Regions from separate parts of the Mus musculus genome. Here region 2 is linked to region 1. Evidence: chromatin contacts called from public Hi-C data. All regions are on one chromosome and are shown on one strand. The core of a region is the stretch at or near the end of the contact, and the rest is flanking DNA. Distances in the headings are between cores, read along the strand shown.

What was found. A called contact is a pair of places that touch in the nucleus more often than the background predicts.
Region 2: a contact with region 1 is called in a Hi-C map of uterus, with 3 times the contacts expected there. The contact joins the enhancer-like site here to the promoter of Edn3 in region 1. A contact is called at or near these places in 3 of 484 Hi-C or Micro-C datasets (muscle stem cells, nephron progenitors and uterus) and 1 of 9 other capture datasets (adipose tissue).

The regions. Positions count from the first base shown.
Region 1 is chr2:174,758,158-174,762,525 of GRCm38.p6, reverse strand. It overlaps Edn3 (endothelin 3), which reads right to left and starts at 1,907. Exons shown (of 5, transcript NM_007903.5): 1 at 1,508-1,907; 2 at 701-1,013. The coding sequence starts at 1,559.
Region 2 is chr2:174,898,790-174,903,157 of GRCm38.p6, reverse strand. No RefSeq gene overlaps it. Among named protein-coding and RNA genes, the nearest start is that of Gm40017, 17 kb to the left of the region's middle. Within about 2 kb of position 2,332, at least 21 of the 459 cell types and tissues checked have an H3K27ac peak or open chromatin away from gene starts, as enhancers often do. A contact at or near this core is called in muscle stem cells and uterus, where this site is marked.

The DNA of each region.
Region 1 (4,368 bases), core at 658-3,157:
TCATGTCTTAGCGCACGGGGAAACCCCAGTGGTCCAGTGGGGATTGAGTGGAAAATAAAACAGAGAAACCTTCTCTATGGTTCCAGGGGAGGGTGCCTCTTATCAAAGGTGACACCTAGAGACACTTAAATACAGCAGCACCTGGTACTAGGTATTTGTGAGAGATTTTAAGATTGAACAGAGAGGCCCTCTGTGGCCATGGCTGTGGACATTGGGGTTAGCCCTGGGGAATGGCAGCCATGTGAGCCACATGTGTCACTCTGGCTTGGCATCCAAGATGGGCAGAAACGGAAGAAGCCATTTCAAGGGATGTATATCATTTGGGTCTGCCAAGCCTACCTTCCTACTTTGCCCCCACCCCAAAGCTGCTCTTAAGGGATTCCAAAGAGTTAGGAGGAAGGCTCAGCCCAACGAGCCTCTGGGGTAGGAGCATAGAACTCTGTGAGCATCTAAAGTCCCACCCCACCACATCTCAAATCCAGCACTGAGTTTCTTTGTAACTAGGTTCTCAGAGGGGAGGTGGGTTGCCCCTGGCCTGTGATAGGAGTCATGCTGCCTGGAGCCACTGCAGGAGCTGAATGCTGCACTGTGGTAGATTCAGGGATCTGAATGAGGTGGGCTGAGGTCTGAGCAAAAACCCCTGAAGCCTTAGGCCTGGCACAGAGCCACACTCCTCCCCCAAACCCCTAGGCCAACTCACTCAGGAGTGTTAATCCAGATGATGTCCAGGTGGCAATAGTAGACACACTCCTTGTCCTTGTAAGTGAAGCACGTGCAGCGGCGAGGGCGGTGGTGTGCAGGCAGCCCCTTGTCCTCTTGTTTCCCAGACCTGCCTGGTGCCCGTTCCTGCCCAGCGCTTTCAGGCTGTGCAGGCAGTGCAACTGTTGGGGACACAATCCTCTCACCAGGGCCAGCCACAGTCTCTTCACAGCCCCTCTCTGATCCAGCTTCAGGGGGACCCTGGGACACACTGGCTCTGCCAGAGTCCCCAGACTGGGGGCAAGGCACAAGTCCTGCAGGAGGAGGATTGAAGGGCTCCTAAGCTGCTGACACAGAGTTCTTGGCACCCACTACCCCGCCCCCCAAACCAGAATGAGACTCAACCAAACTTCTGCAATGTCTGGAGGAGGCTGGTTGCATTTTCCCCAAGTCTCCAAACTAAGCCAAATGCCTTAAAAAGTTTACAAAGCTCCGTGCACATTCAGTAAAAACTTGAGAGTTATTGCAGTCCCTGTGAAATCTGAAAGCTATTTGTTCTTCACTGGGTAAAACTCAAAAAAATTTTTGTATAGTCTCTGAAAAGTGCCCAAAGAAAGTCTCCCAAACTGAAAACCCCCAGACCCAGTGGAAGTTATCGCTATGTCTTCAGGCCCTTCTACCCGCCCCTGGGAGACTTCAGGGTGTAAAGCCAGACTTATCAGCTTCCCCGCAACACAGACCCGCGCCTGGCTTCCTTTTGTGTGCACTCCCGCGTGGAGAGGAGCGCCGCCCCGCCCCTCCCGCTTACCTGCAGCGGAGGTCACTGTGAGCCCGAGAAGGAGCCACAGCCCCGGCTCCATGAACCCCGATCAGGCGCGGGAGCACCGGGCCTGGAGGGTGGCCGCTTGTGACCGCAAAAGGGTAGTGAGACTGGCTACAGCTTTCGAGTCCTGTCGCTGCCTGAGCTGCGCGTCCCGGCTCAGAGTTACTTGGCTGAGGCGGTCACGAACTTTCAGAGCGCGCTGCCCATCCCTGCGCAGGGCTGGCCGGCTGTGGCTCAGGCTTTTCTGGCTCCCGCACCACCCCCTTCGCCTCCCCGCCCCTCCGAGGGGCTGGAACTGCCGCGCTGGGCCTTTGAACCCGGGGCTCACGGGGGTCGCTTTGCAAGCGCAGGGGGGGAGCTGACCAGAGGCGCATTCGCCCCAGGCTTACCCAGGGGTAGAGAGAGGCGGGGACGCCGCGCTCCCCGTGGGTGGATGGGGTAGGGTGAAGGCCCGAACAGCTGCTTGAAGGCCACACTCTGCCGGTGCTCACACTGCTCACTTACACATAGACTCACACTTGAAACCCCCTGCCCAGCCCAAAGCAACCTCACCCCCACCCCAAGAGCACCAAGACCATGAAAGGGCTGCACAGAAGGGCTGCTGGCTTCTTGTTCCTTTGAAGTCAGTCTAAAGGAAAAGTTCTATTCACCAATGGTCTTACCCTTGCCGAGGGCCCTTGTGCCACGGCCCTGGGTGTACTTTACTCTTCTGATTCATGGGTGCCCGAGCCAGCTCCCTGACTCTGGAAGATCTAAGTGACAGGTGGGGCTGTAGGACCAGAGCAAAGTCACAAAGATTCCACTCAACGTGAGTTAGCGGTTTCGGGGGAGCCCTATTTCCTCACTGGCCCCTTTAGTGAGGGGCCTCTCTCCAAAAGTCATACAAGTGTTGCTTTTCAGGGCACTGCGGTAGTTTAATGAGTCTACAAACCTTTGACTATTGTCATAAAATGTGGGTTTCAAAGCCATTCCTCCCCCTGCCAATATTTCTAATGATTGGCATTCTAAAAAGTAGAATCCAAAGAGGTGGCCCAGGTGGCTCTCATGAGGCAAGCCATGAAAGGGGTACACTTGTCATTAGAAGAAGCCCCAACCAGTCAGGCAAAGTGGTCCCATGGGGAATCCTATGTGAAGGGAAACTGAGGCCTCACAGCAAATGAGAAAGCAGATGGTAAGTAGAAAGAGACTAATGCCCCTGCCTCCAAGGAGTCCAGCTAAAGGCCAGTTGGTTTGAACTGCTGTGTGTCGCAAGACACTTTAGACTGAAGGCTCATACACAGAAAGATACTGCTCCCAGTTCTGAGGTCTTGGACGTCCAAGTATGTCCGGTGTCTATCATGGCTCATGGATGGCTCTTCTTTAATGGTGGATTGTGGTAGAAGGCCACGGTGCTCCGGTTAGCTATTACCACCTGACACCTCCAAGGTGCCACCTCCTAACAATCATCTTGGATTTCACCAGGTCAAGAGAAGTATCTATTATTCTCTCTTTCCTTGCCATTAAAATACCCATCTGCCATCGTCGAGGGCACTGACAGCCCAGTTGTCTTCACTGGTCTCTGTGGGTGTGGCCAAAGCAAACACTGCCTGGATGGACGTGTGCCCTGGGTCTTCACTCCAGCTGAGATAAGGAAGGTTAAAGGTGGAGAATCAGGGTTAAGAGTAAAAGACACTGTACAGAGGGCAGAGAGGAGGCAGGTGGCCCTCAGGGGAGGCAGAACTCTGGTCTTTTTTTTTTTTTTTTTTTTTTTTTTTTGGTTTTTCGAGACAGGGTTTCCTCTGTATAGCCCTGGCTGTCCAGGAACTCACTTTGTAGACCAGGCTAGCCTCGAACTCAGAAATCCGCCTGCCTCTGCCTCCCGAGTGCTGGGATTAAAGTCCTGTGCCGCAATGCACTCTGGTCTTTAAAGTGACTTGGATACATTGTAGAAATTCCAGAGGCCTTTTCTTTCCTATTCTGCTCTTGTTGCTGTTCCAAAAGAACAGTGGGGCCGTTCTCAATAATGTTCTAGCCAGCACTACTCTCTCTGTGGCCAAGGAGAGCAGTCAGTGGCTGGGCTCTGGGCAGGACTGGAGTCCAGCTGGGACTTAATGACATTGTACTCTACTCTTAATTGTGTGCTCATTGTTTATTTATGGCAATCAATGCTGGCTTTCCTTGTGTGGTAGAGATAGAACATTCCTTTCTAAATTAATTTTGTTAAATCAAAGAGAAGTAATCTGAATTGGAACATGATGTAACTCATTCGTGGCTCAGATGATTTGGTGGTGTGGTAAAATCACAAAGCTGCTTTGCCTGCCACCAACTCCTGGAAACAGGGGTGAACTCTAGTGAATGGACCACAAAACCAGGTGAGGAGGCCAGAAGAAAGTGCCAGGGACCAGCTGACTGCAGTGTCCCTGACAGAGTGATGCTTATCACCAGAGAGTTGGCATTGGGAAGAGAGAGTCACATCGTCTTTTGGAAATCGACCTTCAGAATCTGGGGAAATTAGCAAAACACTTAATATATTCTGACAAAGTAGTAGAAAGAATTTCACCAAGCTAGCCATCTATTTCTGGGAACTGGATGATCTAGAGAGACTTAGGAAGTTCTGCCTTGGGCTATCAAAAGCTTTATCCCTACTCTCTTGTACTGTAAATAACTTGGAGGTCTGTGATGGGGAACACGGACCAATTGGTCTTCCCTCCACCCCTTGGACCCCACTAGCGATACCACTGACAAAACAGCCACGGACTTACTAACAGTCACCTTGAAGGCCATATTGGTTGGCCTTGTTTACTGTCCACGCCAGCTTCATCTCGCTCCCTTACAGCTACACCTAGTAGTGTCTCTCGCAGGCCCTG
Region 2 (4,368 bases), core at 1,083-3,582, 140 kb before region 1:
AGAAGCTTGCCCCTCTCTATATACTTGCACTTGTGTATGTCACACACACACACACACAGAGAGAGAGAGAGAGAGAGAGAGAGAGAGAGAGAGAGAGAGAGAGACTTATGGTAAGTAGCCCAGGCTAACCTTGAACTTACCCTGTTCAAGGCTTTTCTCAAACTCCTAACCTTCCTTTCTCCACCTTTCCAGCGTTGTGGTTAGGAGGCCTGTGTACACCAGTGCACCCAGCTCACAGCTTCCTTCTTCTTCCCACCCATCTTGCAGTCCTGGGGATTGAACTTGGGGCCTCATGAATGCTATGTAATAAGTGCTAGTGTAATAAGTGTAAGGCTATGTAATAAATGTAATAAGTGCTATGTAAATCACCGAAGCTCCCCACTAGCTCCCTCACCCCCAGCAACTGTTAGCTGCTCACATTGTAGGGAAAAGGAGAGACTCCCTGGGCCTGGTGGACCTCATGAGTCCTCCCATTTTCAACAAGGGAAGGTTAACAAGGCTTCATCTACAGAGGGTCTTGTTTGAGTGATCACAGCAGCTCTGATGTATGGACGTGTCCAACCCAATGAAACAGCCACATGACACTTAGCTCTGCTGCTCCTTGTTGTAGGACCCTGGAGAAGGCTTTTTCCTCCCCTGACCTCAGTTTCCCTATCTGTTAAATGGGCACAAAAACTGGCCCAATGCAAAAAGCCAACATATGAGAGCATTGAACGACACCATATGAGGTAAGATGCTGGATGTGAGCAGATGTTTCATAGACATATGACGGCCCACTGGCTGGCCATGCGCGGCCAGAGGTGAGCCCGCCCACAGGGCTGCAGCTCAGTCAGAGCCTTGGTTTAGAACCGTATTCTTCCACTTCCAGTGTTTTGCCTTAGTTTTTGAATCTGCAACATGGGCACTATACTGCCTCTTCCTTGCATGAAGTCGAGGAAGGATGGCACACCACTCCCCAGCCACAAGCAGTCTGGGTACCAGATTTTAGGCCAAGAGTGCTTGGGGCGTTGCTGAGCGAGGAAAGGGAGAGGCAGAACCGCCCGCAGTTACTCCTGTTGCTGCTGCGCTGCCTTTCGGGTTCTGCGTGGTGTAACAGAGCGTGACTCACCCCTGTTTTCATTCACGAGTTCAGGCACCCACTTTAAATAGACTTCACTTGGGATCTACCCTGGGATAATTACTTAATGTGCCATCTAATCGGAGATCTAATTAACGCAGGCGTTCTCTGACAGCCATCACGGAGCGCAGAAAGCAGGTAGGCGCAAGGCTGTCACCTGGATCCTTGAGGAGGTGTCTGAGGCCTGGGAGCAACCCCGGAGCAGCAGAGAAAGGCTACAGAGCACTAGCACCCTCACCCTGTGACTTTCGAGGCGACACAGGAACAAGGGGTACAGGCTCTGGAGGCCTGACCCCTGCTGCTGACCCGGAAGGGCAGTGTTTAGTGCTTGCATTGCTATGGTGGGGTGGGACCGCGATGGCGGGCCAGTGCCTTCTCTGAGGAATGGCAGTGTGGAGAGGGAAATGCTGTGGGGTCCAATGAATAATGCTTAGGTCACATCAGAGGAAGTGTGCTGGAAGTAGATCCCGGCAGTGGGCTTGTTGACGCTGCACTAGTCTGAGCATCGATTCTGCACTCAACTAACTCTCACACGACCACTGCACCTCCTATGAGCCCCAGAATTCCAATGTCCATTCCAGTGACCTCTCCAGTGACAAAGGGCTCTCTGGAAAGCCCTGCTGGCCTCAGGATGAGACAGTTAGCTGCTGTTTTCAGTTATTCAACCTCGACTCCTCAGGAACCAGTGAAGAACCAAATTCCAGGAGAGCCCAACGTGTTGGAGTTGTCCAAAACAAACATCACCCAAACGTCCAAGGAGATGAGGTAACAACGCTAAGGTCCAGCCGCAGCCCCCGGAAGTGCAGGTGGCCACTGAGCACAAAACTAAGTTTACAGATATGTCAGTAACCTCACTTTGCAGGAAGGGATTCCTCAGATCAAAGTCCAAGAGGAGGTCAGGGGTCAACCTCCATTGTGACACTTCTAAACCCCACCATCCAAAATTCCCAAGGAGTGGCAGCTGGGGCCAGAAATGGAGGGACCAGAACCACAAAACACAAACAAGGGTCCTTTGGCTGCGTTGACGTCTTCAAACAGCCCTGCTCAAGGTATGGTCACTCACTATATTATACTTAATATAATATTATTTATAGGGCCAGTCACTTTATTATATTTAATATTACTTGTATTAGATTTATATTAGGTTCAGGAGCTCTGAAGACCCAGAGAATATTCCAGAGGTAATGCTTCTGTCTGGCCCCAGAGGGTGCTATTGCCTCACAAATGAAATACCTTCCCTTTGCAGAGCCTAGAAGTTTCCATGCACAGAGAATCTTCCAGAGTTCTTTGGCTGGTCCCCCTTTTCTGCAGAGGAAGTCTTTTCAAACCCTGTGGCTGGAGCAAAGAGCAGGACCTGTCAGAGCTGGGACACTGTTTGTTGATTGTCACTGTGTGTCCAGTCTGTTGCAATGTGTCAGAGAGTATTACCACGTATCAAAGCCTGGCCCTCTGCTCTATGGGCTACATACCTTTCCTCTTACATACTCTACTGTGTGGTGTGGACATTCTGTCCCTATGCTGTAGGGCCTTATAGAAACTGGACACTTGCATGAGGTCCCAGTGTCCCCAAAAGGACCTGGGACTGCATGATAGTACCCTTGCGTCATTTGGGGACTTTGTGATCCTAAATTTCAGCGGATCCCTCTGGTGTTCAGGAGAACACATGTCTGTAAGGCATTTCCGGTTCCTTCTGGCCCTGCTGCAGGGCCCTCGGGCCTCCAGGCTCCCTTGGAGGTGTCTGGCAGCCAGCAAGTCCTTGGGAAAGGTCCTGCTCAACAATGAGCTCTGGCCAGATGTTCTGGGGTTTTGAGCCATATTTTTTATGACCCAAGAAGGACCCTTTCCATCATTTTTAAGGAAGGGAAGAACTCAATGAGTGGGAAAACTGGGTTTAGGGTGTCTGTTTTATACTGTAATGTGCAGAGGAGGCCAAGGTTGGGGTCTCTTTATAGCTTCAGCTGAGCCAGCAATGTTGAAGGCCATAAGTCAGGCAGGGGATACAGGGTTGAAGAGAAGTGTTTTCTTCTCACAGTTATTTATGCACAAGAGGGAGAAGGAAGAGGAGGAGGAGAAGAAGAGGGAGACCTAGGATAGGAGATGGACAAGGCAGCCATGAGCACCACCCTCCTTTGCTTGCCTTATGCCAGATCACACACCGGGTTAATGATCTGGACCCAGCCTTCACTGGGAAAAGGAGGAGAGCAGTAACAAAAGATGTTGGACATGCTCCTCTGGCCTACGCGCACACACACACACACACACACACACACACACACACGTGCACACACACACATATACACACACATATACACAGAGACACACACACATGCACACACAGACACACACACACACACACATACCACACACACACACTCAAAACATACAAAAATAGGAAGTTAAAAAAAAGAGCATCATTAGGCAAAATGTGCTAACTGAACGAACACCAACTGAAATGAACTGGGCATGCTGGGATCTTAGGGGGCAGAGCATGGCCCCCCAGGATAAAGGTTTTCTAAATCACCTAGTGTCTAACCAGTCATTCTCTCTTAACATGAACCATGTCTGGTCTTCAAGAAGCTCACGACCAGCATCCCAGGGCTTGAGAAGACAAAAATGGCAGCTGAGAGCTTTTCAACATGGTAGGCATTCCAAGCTTCCAGTGGGCTTTGTCCAGCATGCTCTAATGAGGCAAAGACAGCCCTGCAGCTGTTAACTAACCCACAGAAGCTTTTCTTGGTGGCTCCTCTTGCAGCTGCTGAGAAAGGGTCAGAGAAGGGAGGGCGCACAGGAAGTCCCTATCCGTCCCCACTGGCAGTGGCTCCAATGAGCATATGCCTCCCACAGACCCCATCAAGGGCTGCCTGGGACTTCATGTGATGAATTGGTTCTCTCCGGGTGAGCTTCCTCCTGCTTTTCAGGGGCAGGAAGGTCTGTCAAACATTGTTGAGCATCGTGGTTTGAATCAAAATGACTTCCAATAGGCTTGTATGGAGTAGCAATATTTGGGGGTGTGGTCTTGTTGGAGTAGGTGTGACCTTGTTGGAGGAAGTGTGTCACAGGCTTTGAAGTTTCAAAAGCTCAAGCCAGGCCCAGTGTCACTCTTTCTTCCAGCTGCCTGCTGATCCAGATGTGGAACTCTCAGCTCTCTTTCCAGCACCACATCTGCCTGCACAGGACCTTGCCTCTCAGCATGACAATAATGGACTGAACCTCTGAACCTTTAGATGTTTCCCTTTCTAAGAGTTGCTGTG